Regions from separate parts of the Zea mays genome. Here region 2 is linked to region 1. A link is a contact called in public Hi-C data. All regions are on one chromosome and are shown on one strand. Each heading gives the region's core, a stretch centred on a gene start, on an enhancer-like site or on the middle of the called end of the contact. The rest is flanking DNA. Distances are from core to core; before and after follow the strand shown. Region 1 holds the start of LOC100285104 (calmodulin binding protein). Region 2 holds the start of LOC100280461 (nucleic acid binding protein).

Region 1 (5,536 bases), core at 1,635-4,134:
ATAGTACCGACAATGTTTTCTGCTCAAAGAGCTATCTTGGGAAGCAGGACGTTGTAAATTATCCTGTCTTTTTTGACCTGAAATCAACACCCAGGAAAGAAATCCACAATGTTGTCTACTCAAAGAACTATCTTACAGAGACTCTACCACTGACAAAGCCACAACGGCTGAACAAAGATGCAGCCACAATGAGTGAACAAAGATGCAATCTGACAACAAGAAGTTGAACAATCAGACACCCAGCAACAGGAGGACAACTCAGGAATGCAGCACCGAGCCACTCAAGAATGTGGCAAGACACCAAGCAAAACATCCTAGCATAGAGAGGATGTCGAAGTCGGCTCCATCTATCTCTGCATGGAGTTCCACGAAACAGTCACACCTGAGCGACCTTCAGCTCGGCGCTCATGGCTTTCCTATCATCACATTGCTTCAGCGCCACCGTCCTCTGGGCGCTGCATGCCTTCTGCTTAGCCTTGATCGACTCCGTCATGCTCATGTAGTTGGGTCTCGTCCTGACGCTGTCCTCTGTCTTCTCCGAAGCCACAAGTGTGAATGATATAGGGGTAGACGCAAAGCAAGACGAGGAGGACGCGGAGCTCTCGTCGTTGTGCAGCTCAGTGCTCAGAGACGAGATCGACTGGGCCTTGAGGCGCTGATGATGTCCGTGGGCGTGTGTTGGCCCTGGAGGTTTTGCGCAGACCCGCTTGCTGACATTGTTCTTGCGCACCTTCACTGAGTTCGGTTCAGAGAAGTCGCCGAGCACACCAAAGGAGTCCTCGCAGTTCTTGGAGGACCGGAAGTCCGGGGAGCTGGAGTTGTGCTCCTCCATCAGCCTGTTCTCCCATGGCCGCGCTGCCATCCACCTCTCCAGCCAGCTCCAGTTGCCGTTGCCCTTGTCTAAGTTCTGGTGCTTGAGCAGCATGCCGGAGTGGTTCACCAGTCCATTGGAAGTAAGCTTCGGTGGCTGCAGAACAGGCAGAACAAAGCTCAGACCAACATTCACAGCTAGTTCTACAGAATCACAACCAAAGTGTCGACGATCCCTACATTGCATTTGGCAGCACCGTCGGCCTGCTGCGAATATGCATAGGCGATAGCCCGCTCACGCTTGATTGCGCCCTCCTGCCGCTTCTGCAGCTTGACCCTCACTTGTTCAAGTGTTCCCTGGCTGTCACACCATCCTTCCTGGGAAAGAGAGAGATTACAGCAGCAATGAGGGTCTGTTCGTCTTCTACCCGATGCGTTTGAGAACCAGGCCAGAATCATCTTGTAGAAAAGGAGAAGGCAATTGAGACCTCGGCTTCCCTGAGGATATCCATCTGGGTGCGGCGCGCCTCGAGCAGCTTCTGCACGGCCTGGCCCTCGGTGGACATGCGCACGCGGCGCGCCCGGATGCGCGCCTGCACCCGCACCAGCGCCTGCATGCACCGCAGCGTCACGGCCGCCTGCTTCCGCACCTGCCGCCCGCGCACGATCGCCTGGAGCCGCACCAGCCCCTTGAGCGCCCGGAGCGCCCGCCGAGCCTTCAGCAACCACGAACAAAGACGCGAAAACCCGTCACGAATCTCGCATCCTCCGTCCAGTACCGGCGCAAACAAAACAAGAAACGTCATGTCATGTGTCGCGGGGGTGGAAATGTGGGTACCAAGAACCCGCGGAACGCGGTCTGGACGCGGATGGCGGCCCACTCCTGGCGGACGGCCATGAAGTCCCTGGCCGGGGCGCGGGCGACGGTGGCGACGGCGGCCGTGAACGGGTCGGCGGGGACGGCGGCCACCGAGGACGCGTCGTCCGAGGCCTCCGACGCCGCCGAGCGCTGGCTGCCGCCTCTGGAGCCGCGCCACATGGAGCCCTGGTCGCCGGAGGAGGTCCGCCACAGCTTCCACCTGCGGCCCTTGCCTCGCAATCCTCCGCCGTGGACTGATGGGAGCTGCAGCTTGTCCTGGGCAGGCACGGAAACGTTGCTCATCTGATGAGAAATCCCAGGAAAAAAAATTCAGGGTGAACTATACAAGTTACAAGGTCAGATTTTGACTTCAGCTTCCGCTTGAACACTTGAGCAGAAGGAAAAAAAAACTTTGCATTGAACAGATACGGTACGGTACAAAATACAGGTACACAATGATTTTTGTCTGGGGGCGAGAAAGCGAGTATCAGTACAGACAAGTGCCGCGAGGGATGCTTTTGGTGGCCATTGACGCACGGTATCAGATGCAGGAGGGGTTGCCATTCTACTATTTCTAGGAGTAGAAAAAAGTTTCAAATCCTATGCTAACACGAACAAGTAACGGCTAATGAAATTTTGTTCAAGCTGAGCCTGCGACGACGAGAAAGCGGCATGTATGGAGACACCTATCTATCTACAACGAAATCTCCGAAGCATGGATGAATCACGAATTCTCAGAAGACAGACAGGAACCATTCAGACTAAAAACAAAAACCAAAAAAACGGCTGGTAAAAACGGGGGGACTATTTCTGGCGAGAAACGAAGAACACCTATTTCGTTTCCCCGCCTCACCTTGCAGTCTTCCTTCTCGGGCTGCTTCTTGAGCCCTATCAGCGACTTGACCCACTTCCCGGACCCTCCCATCCCGCTCCGTCCCTCCCTCCTCTCGCACAGAGCGGCGGCGGCGGCAACCGGACTTGTTCCCGGAAGCGGTGGGCGGCAGAGACACAGGAGCAGGGAGAGGAGCGGGCAGCAAGCAAGCAACCCCCCACGCGGCGGCAGGCTTTGGGAGGAAGAGTGGAGAGCGGGCGAGAGACGAGACAGAGGTGCGCGTGGCGCGTGCGCCTGCTTTGGCTTTGGAGCCTTTGGAGTGGGAGCGGGTGGGTGGGCACTGCGCAGGCAGGAGGCGCTGGGGGTTTTGAAATTCGAAATGGAGGGAAGCCGGGCCAAGCATGCAGAGTGTGCCTGCTTGCGTTACTCCTCCTATATGCGTGCAAAAAGCCAGGGCCTGAGCTGACACAGACAGACAGCTGCCATCGGTTACGCTCTAGTACTAATCACTCGCTTTATTAACTACTACTACTACTCGTAGTGAAAAGATCACATTACGGCAGCCTAAAATTCTGCGGTTTCGAAAAGGCAGCACTTGCGTGCGTGGATGAACGCGGCTGCACTGCATGCAACCCGGTGGAAGCAGCTGCAGCGTGCAGCGCGACTTGAGTAGGATCCTATGCGCCATCGCAGCTCCCACCACATCGCATTGGATTCTCTTCGCTCCTCCTATCCTACTCCTACTACTGCTGCTGTGGTGGCCTTTGTTTTGCTGGCGTCGTCGTGTCCGATGGACATGGACGCCCGGGCCGGGACAGACAAGACACACACATTCATAGGAGAGGAAAAGTTGTAGTTTTTGACTGCCGGTAAAAAGAAAGAGGGACCGGAGGAGAGTCCAGAGTCCACACACAAAAAAAAAAACACCTCGCGTTCCGCCGGCCGCCGCATCGAGAACCGGGCCGGCGGGGGAGGGCGGGTGCTGTGCTGGTGCCTGATGCTCACGTCTCGGTCCTCGGCTGTGTGTGTGTGTGTTGGGATTCATGGCGGTCCAGGTCCACCATAGACGACCAGGACCAGATTGGCTGTGTGCTGGTGGAACTGTGGAGGAGGTGAAAGTGTGGAACACTGAAACCGGGACCTTTCCCTGCCCTGCTGCTGCGTCTGCGTTGCAAATGCATTCGCGCACTGTGGTCTCGGACAGTCAGCAGCAGCCAGCAGAGGCAGAGGCGGAGGCAGAGCAGGCTGCGCGCGCTCCGTGCTCCGTGGATGAGAGAAGACGTTGATGGATTGGCCGGAAAGCGCGCAACAGAAAAAAGGAGCAGTTATTCGTAGTAGTAATCGTTTTCAAAGCTTACGTTTTGCAGGAAAAGAAGAGAAATCAAAGTGAGGGCAGGGCAGCTTTGCAGGACACGGTGGGATTCAAAAATTGAACCGTGCTTTGCTTCACGGTCGGTCTCCTCAGACACTAAATCCTAGTTTTAAATCTAGAGTTCAATTGTTAGCCCGCTAATAAGTTGTTAGATGGATTAGAGCAGCCAACAACTAATAGTTGTTTGAGAGAGATATATATATATATAGCTAACAATTATCTGGTCTATTAGCAAACTCGTTCTAAACCTCTTAGCGAATTTAAGCTGCTAATTATTAGTTTTAGAGGTTAGAAATAGATCCTCAGTCACATGATCGAGTTCTACAAACACAAAATTGACATGTGTGCCAGCGGAGAAGCCATGTGACTAGATATGGTGGCTGACATCAAGAGATATCGATAGGCGCAAGGACATATCAGAGTGGATCGGCGTGGACGAGGACTGACAGGACATATGTTTACATGAGTACGCTACCTGCAACGGTATGATAGTTAAGCCTGAAAACCACATATATACAAATTTCACGGTTTTGACCTCCAAACATGGGGCACGGTTCCGACGGAAATTGGAGATGGCATGTGGAGCCATTGCGGAGGTGACATATATCTATATTTAGGGACTTGGGCCATTATGCCTTTGGTTTTAAGAGATTTAGCTCTAAATATCTAGGATATCCCGTGAATATGTAATAACATCTATAAATAAGATAAAGTGACATCCTCAACCATCTATCTCTCTAGTATCTACGTAGCGGTTTAGGTTTTCTCTCATATAGGTTTCTTCCTATATACTGCTACTAAGATCTGTTGAAGTTTTAGCAGACAAATATCCATTTGAGTGTGGCCCTTCCCACAATGGTTCAAGGTGAAGTGAAATCCATTCCCGTACTCTTTTAAGTTCTTTAAGTTTTCCCTTTAATATTTCTATAAATCATATTATTGTCTAGAAACTATATAAATACTTTATTTAGCTCTAAATATCTATGATATCCTGTGAATATGTAATAGCATATATAAATAAGATAGGTGACATCCTCAACCATCTATCTTCCTAGCATCTATGTAGCGATTTAGTTTTCATGTTTTCTCTCATATAGGTTTCTTCCTATATACTACTACTAAGATCTGTAGAAGTTTTAGCAGACAAATATTCATTTGAGCGTGGCCCTTCCCACAATGGTTCAAGGTGAAGTGAAATCTATTCTCGTACTCTTTTGAGTTCTTTAAGTTTATACTTTAATATTTCTATAAATCATAATATTGTCTAGAAACTCTAAAAATACTTTATTTTCAAATAGGTCATAAAAGTTTTGCACTACTAGGATCATCATGGCTTTTGTTTCGAAAATGCGTGTGCCACTTCCACACCACCGAATCCAATCATGAAGCTTAGAAATTAGAATATATACAGATGTTGTCAAGGGCAGTGGCGGATCCAAAATCCATATGGCTGTGACTAAAGATTAATTATCTTCTTTTTTTTCTCCACTTCTTCCTCTTCCTTTTTCTTCTTCCTTTCTATACCTTCGTTCTCTTCTTCCTCCCTCTCCCTTCCTCCTCCACTATTTTCCCACGCACATGGGGCTAGAGCTCATCCAGCCCCCCTCCTAGATCCGCCACTGGTCAAGGGTAGCGCCGGGAATATAGGTCGGTTTGTTGGGCC
Region 2 (5,536 bases), core at 1,718-4,217, 670 kb before region 1:
GCACATCGATCGCATTCGCGTCGCATCCCCAGACGAGGATGCAGTGAACCGAACAGGTTGAGTAATAGCTAGCAGCTAGGCCTCCTACAGCCCCCCACTACGCGCATTGCACCGTCTACAAGCTAGAGAGACGGAGGAGCGGTGGCCACGCCAACTAGAAAGTAGAAACAGTGCACGCACTGTGCGCCCGGCCGGCGTGCGTGCCGGAGGACGGGAGAAAAGTCGCCGCGATCCAGACGTCGCGTCAAACGGAGGCAGGACAAGCCGGGCCGTCGGGACCGGGAGCGTTGCGCTTGCGCCTCGTTGTTGGCCATTATTGCTCTCCCCTCGGCCTTTGCCCAATGCCTGCCGCGCGCGTTTAGATCTGGCCGACGCGACGTCCACCACCACCCCCCACCCTGCTTCGTCCCCATCGCCGGGCCCGCCGATCCCTGGCTCCGACGACGGCGACAACCATGCGCCACCGCCGGCCATCGCGGTCCTACTACTCCAGTAAACGCACTGCCGCTCTACCGCACACGGTCCGCAAGACGTATGCGGGGGTACTGGTTCAGGCCGCGAGCATGTACGCGTGGCGTGGGCACCTCCGAACACATCAGAACGACGCGTGTGCTACGCTCTGCTGAACTCACTAGCGACGAACCACCCCGGTTTCAATGGCGACCGGAGGGCCCGAGGGACCATCAGCAGCAGCAGCGTAGCGCGGCGCATGTGCAGCGGCGACCCCGACAGCGACGAGACCCGCGGCCGTGCGACGCCTCCCTTTCTTCCTCCCTCCGCCGCGGGCGAAAACGACCGGGCGACTCCCGTGCCGCGGCACCCGCCGGTCGCGCTCGCGGAAGCTCCGAAGGCCACATCGCCGACACTGTTCCAACCATCGCCACTTGCAAGCTCCTGCGTCACTTTCCCGCACCATTCGCAAGATCCACTCGCGCGGTCTCGCCCGGCCCCGACATCCGGCCCAATCCAAACGGAGGCAGCTGGCAGCGGATCCACGATCCACTCCAAGTCACAACACTGGGCGCGCAGTCGCGCAGAAGACGACAAAACACATCGATCATTAGGGCGATAAACATCGATTCATTAAAAAGAAAACCATTTACATGAGCAGAAGATTACATGGGAAATTCACCTCCAATAGCGGGTGATTTTGATTGAGATTTCGGCAACTACTAAGACGTAGGTACACAAAATATGCTGTAGGGAATGCTGATGTCTTAACAGATTACATAACAAAATGGGAGAGTAATCCACAAGCAGGTTGCAATCGCCAACTAGTCCACTAACTTAAAAAAAACAACATCAAACTACCATGTTCCGGAATCACAGAAATACCAAGCCGTGGTGGAAATCCGGCCCGCCTTCGTCGTCACATCAGCCCCCGCCATGCTTCGCCACCAACACCCTAACCCTATGCACAGAAGAGGGACACAACCACCGCCACCGCGCTACTGCATCTGCTGTACACTTTTTTTTTCTATTTTTCTTGGATATTTTCTACTACCCTCAAGAACCCCAAAACAAATCCACCCCTCCTTCCACTTCCACCACCTAGCATCCTCCCTCTTACCAACTGAGAATATTCACAGGGTGATAGATATGTACACGGGGATTATCGGAATTAACTGAGGAACGAAATTAAATATAGGGAAATATTTTTTTTTTGGATACTCCGTACCATCCTTCTCCGTTACGGCTCACCATCACCTTTCTCCGTGCCCATTGTTATTGCCACTGCCGCCGCCGCGCTCAGTTGATGAGGTCGGAGACCCAACCGACGTCGGGGCCACCGGCGTCGCCGGAAACAGCGCCCTCCCTGCTAAGCCGCTCGAACACCTTCGCGCGGAGGGCGCGGCCGGACTCCACCCTCTCCACGGGCTCGTCGTCGCCGCCGAAGCTGACGTCGAGAGGGTCCAGGTTGGCCATGTAGCAGGATGCGGCGGTGGCCCTCGGGGTGGAGGACAGGCCGTAGAGCGCGCCCCCCGTAGGCGATCCGTACGCGACCGCGGATGCAGGGTAGCCGCACCAGCCGCCCGACGGGGACGAGTTGGCCCTGCTGAGGCGGAGCTGGCGGAGCGAGGCGAGCACGTCGTTGACGGGGGACCCGGCGCCCGGCCAGCACCCACGGCGGAAGTCGGGCGACAATGGCGGGGACTCCGACGGGGGCGACTTGGGCGGCGACAGGAGGGTGCTGGTCGGCGACGAGCACATGATGCTCTTGGTGAGGTAGCTCTCGAACGCCTGGCGCCGGAGCGGGGAGCCGTCGTAGGACTCGGCGAGCGGGGAAGAGCAGGCGGCGCCCCTGGGGCTGGACTGCTGCTGAGGCGTGGGCGGGAGCACGCGCAGCTGGTCCGCGGTGTGCGCGAAGAAGCAGACCCGGCGGCGGCAGGCCGTGCCGTCCTTGCAGGGCTGGGTGCGGTAGCGCGCCGGGTGGAGCCAGCACTCGAAGACGCCGTGCGCCATGTCGCAGCCGTCGCCGCGCTTGCACCCGCCCTTGCGGAAGTCCGGGCAGGCGGCGCCGGAGTAGTGGTACTTGCGCGGGTCGCGGCGCCGCGCCTTCTCCCCCGGGTGCGCGAAGGGGCACTCGGTCCAGTCGTGGCTGCGCGCGCGCGCGCACCGCCGGACCTTGAACTCGTACATGCGGAACTCGTCGCAGCCGTAGCCGTCCACGCCCGCCGCCATGGCGGCGGCCGCCGCCGCCGCCTCATCCTCCTCGGCCTCGGCGCCGGCGTCGTTGCACGGCAGGTACTGGCGCAGCGCCGCGAGCAGGTACGGCGTCATCTCGTCGCCTTCGTCGACGCCGCTCACAGGGACGTGGTGGGACCACGGCGGCATGCTCACGCCTTCGCCCATCATCATCATGGCTTCCTTCCTTCAACTCAGTCTCTGGACTACGGGAGATCCGGTGGACTGGGCTTATCGGTGTGTTGAGAGAGAGAGACCGGGGGCAGTGCGCGGGCTGGGGACGAGGGACACCAGGCCGAAGGGCTGCTCGCTTATAAAGCTGCCTGCTAACCATGGTCGTACCCTCGGGCCGCGAGCCGACCGCGGTTAGCTAACTAGGGGTGAGGCAAACGACGGGGTCCCCGATAAGGTAACGCCGCGTCAAGTCCGGGCACCCACGATTTTGGGGTGGCCCGCGGTCAGTGAGATGAGGGGAACGCGGAAGCGCCAAGGATCGCGTGAGTGGCGGACGCGTGGAGGGAAGGTGTCAGGCATGCGGAGCGCGATGTGGAGAGCGTGGGGGTGGGGCGCCCGCTTCGGGACACGTCGGGCGGGAGGTGCGGGGGGACGGCATGGTACGATACTTTGGTGCCCCGGCAAGACACTGGCCCCATCTGCGTCCCGGGTTGGGTTGGGTCGGGTCGGGTTCGGCCCGCCATGCTTCCTGTAGGTTCTGGAAACCTGGGGTGGGGTGGAAGGCTGGGAGCTGCGGCTGCGGGCTGGCGGTGGCGCCTCTGTTTTGGACACATGCAGATGGCGGGGGGAGGGCAGTATGCAATATGCACGGCGATGTTTGGTTTGCGGGTTGGAACTTGGAACTGTGAGTTGGGTTTGGTAGCCTTCACGAATCTAGGCAGTCCTGTCCTGCCGCTGCTTTTCTTTGGCGGTATACTGCTTTTGGACGCGGGTAGGTAGGTAATTCTAGTATATCCACCGCTTTCTTTCTATTATAATTAACGCTACGGCAGTTTCTTTTGGATAAGTCTATCTCTTCCAGATTAGAGGCGATCGTTCATTTGTATTTTTGTGTTTGCTCGCGCAGTGGCGCTCTTCCGGGTGGACGCCACAAGTGCTGCTTGCTCGTGGGGAAAAAATAATCTTTGCATCCGTCATGCAAATAAAATCTCTTGAGCCCCTCACAACCAATCATCTGTTAATCCATATAAATAGAAAAAAATAAATTAGTGTTAAATTGTAAATTATGATCTGTTTTTATGTACAAAATGTTTTTCCGCTCGTGCCGTGTTTCATGCGGCTCCGACCCTAATAAAGCCCATGAAGAAGCTGGTATAGGAGCCTTATCAAAGGACCTATTATACCACGGGATACCAGAATAAAATACGAATGAGACGTATGAGGTGCAGCATACCAAAAACAAACTGCCGTTAATTTATATGTTTCCTCTCTTAGATCCTGTTTGAAAGTAACTCAGTTTTTAATAAAGCAGTTGGTACCTTTTAGTTAGTAGATACCAGCTTCTTGATTTTAAGGAAGCTAAGAATCTAATTCCTATAAATTGAGTTATAAACTAGCATTTTTAGAACCAGCTCAATTTTATAAACCAGTTTTTTTAAAAAATTGGGCGCTTTCAAACAGGGCCTTATTTATCTGCACTCGTATTTAGGGCTGGAAAATAAGCTCGAGGCTCGTGAGCCGGCTCGAGCTCGGAGCGGCTCGGCTCGGAGCGGAGCGGCTCGCGAGCCTCGAGCGAGCCAAGCCGAGCCAGTGTTTTGAGCTCGTTGCTCTAGCGAGCCGAGCCAAGTCGGCTCGCGAGCTTTGCCAAATTACTTAATATGTACAATAATAATGGATATTGGATAATTTTATAGATAGTCAGTTTATTTCTTAACGTTTCATGATAAATATATGACAATTAATAATTTAGATTACTTATAATGATAAATGATATCTATATATTTATATTTATATACTAATAATTCACTAGATAATGCAATTATATATATCAGGGTGTGGCTCGCGAGCCGAGCCGAGCCGAGCCTCTCTCTTCCTAGCTCGTGAAATAGGCGAGCCGAGCCGAGCTCGGCTCGGCTCGTTTCCAGCCCTACTCGTATTACCGTAGTTTGTATATCTCGTGGTGGACTGTGATAAAAAGGTTAAAACAAGCAGGTGCGCTCCACGACAGACATGAAGCACTGCCGTTTTTAAACGCCATTACAAGTCACGCATGTTTGTGTAAGTGGTTTGAGTTGTTCTACGTCGGAGTTACAGTCCCTCGCGCTACTCCCTATTACAACATTACGTTGGATTAGTGTCTGTGCAGTAAATTTTCTCGTGACAGGCACAAGTCAAGCAGAGATGGAAGACATACGTGTTTTTTTTGTCAAGACGTATTTTGGGCGCCACGTCAAAGAGAGAACTTTGGACCTAGGTACTGTTCTGATTGAATATACGCACCGGTTGCCTAGTTTTTTAGAAAAAGATCAACATGAGCATGCAGTCCTATATCTAGGGACGGACTCACAGGGAACTTGCTAAGATTTATAGAGAACATTTCAGTGACTGTGATTGCATAAAGTTAAGGCGTGACCTTGAAATATTCATTGTTAAATCCAGAAACGATAAACGTTTTGACGCGTACAATGATCTTAGTAACCTCGCTGAGAAGATGTTTTAATAAACTTTAAACTGACAGACATACATATTTTCCTTTGTTGTATCATCTTATCGAACTCGCATTGATTTTGCCGGCGGCAACAACAATAGTTAGGAGAGCATTCTTCGGTGTAAATATGGCCACAAGACTGAATGCAGAAATGAAATGAATAACGATTGGATGAATAGTAGCACGATA

What was found. Hi-C and Micro-C count contacts between places; a contact is called where the count stands out from the background.
Region 2: a Hi-C map of ear shows a contact between it and region 1, with 1.9 times the contacts expected there. The contact joins the promoter of LOC100280461 here to the promoter of LOC100285104 in region 1. A contact is called at or near these places in 2 of 25 Hi-C or Micro-C datasets (ear and tassel).

Annotation. Positions count from the first base shown.
Region 1 is chr3:5,933,476-5,939,011 of Zm-B73-REFERENCE-NAM-5.0, reverse strand. LOC100285104 (calmodulin binding protein) reads right to left here and starts at 2,884. Exons shown (of 5, transcript NM_001157999.1): 1 at 2,523-2,884; 2 at 1,649-1,945; 3 at 1,299-1,526; 4 at 1,051-1,188; 5 at 39-967. The coding sequence starts at 2,594. The coding sequence ends at 377.
Region 2 is chr3:6,607,840-6,613,375 of Zm-B73-REFERENCE-NAM-5.0, reverse strand. LOC100280461 (nucleic acid binding protein) reads right to left here and starts at 2,967. Exons shown (of 1, transcript NM_001153381.1): 1 at 1,262-2,967. The coding sequence starts at 2,862. The coding sequence ends at 1,750.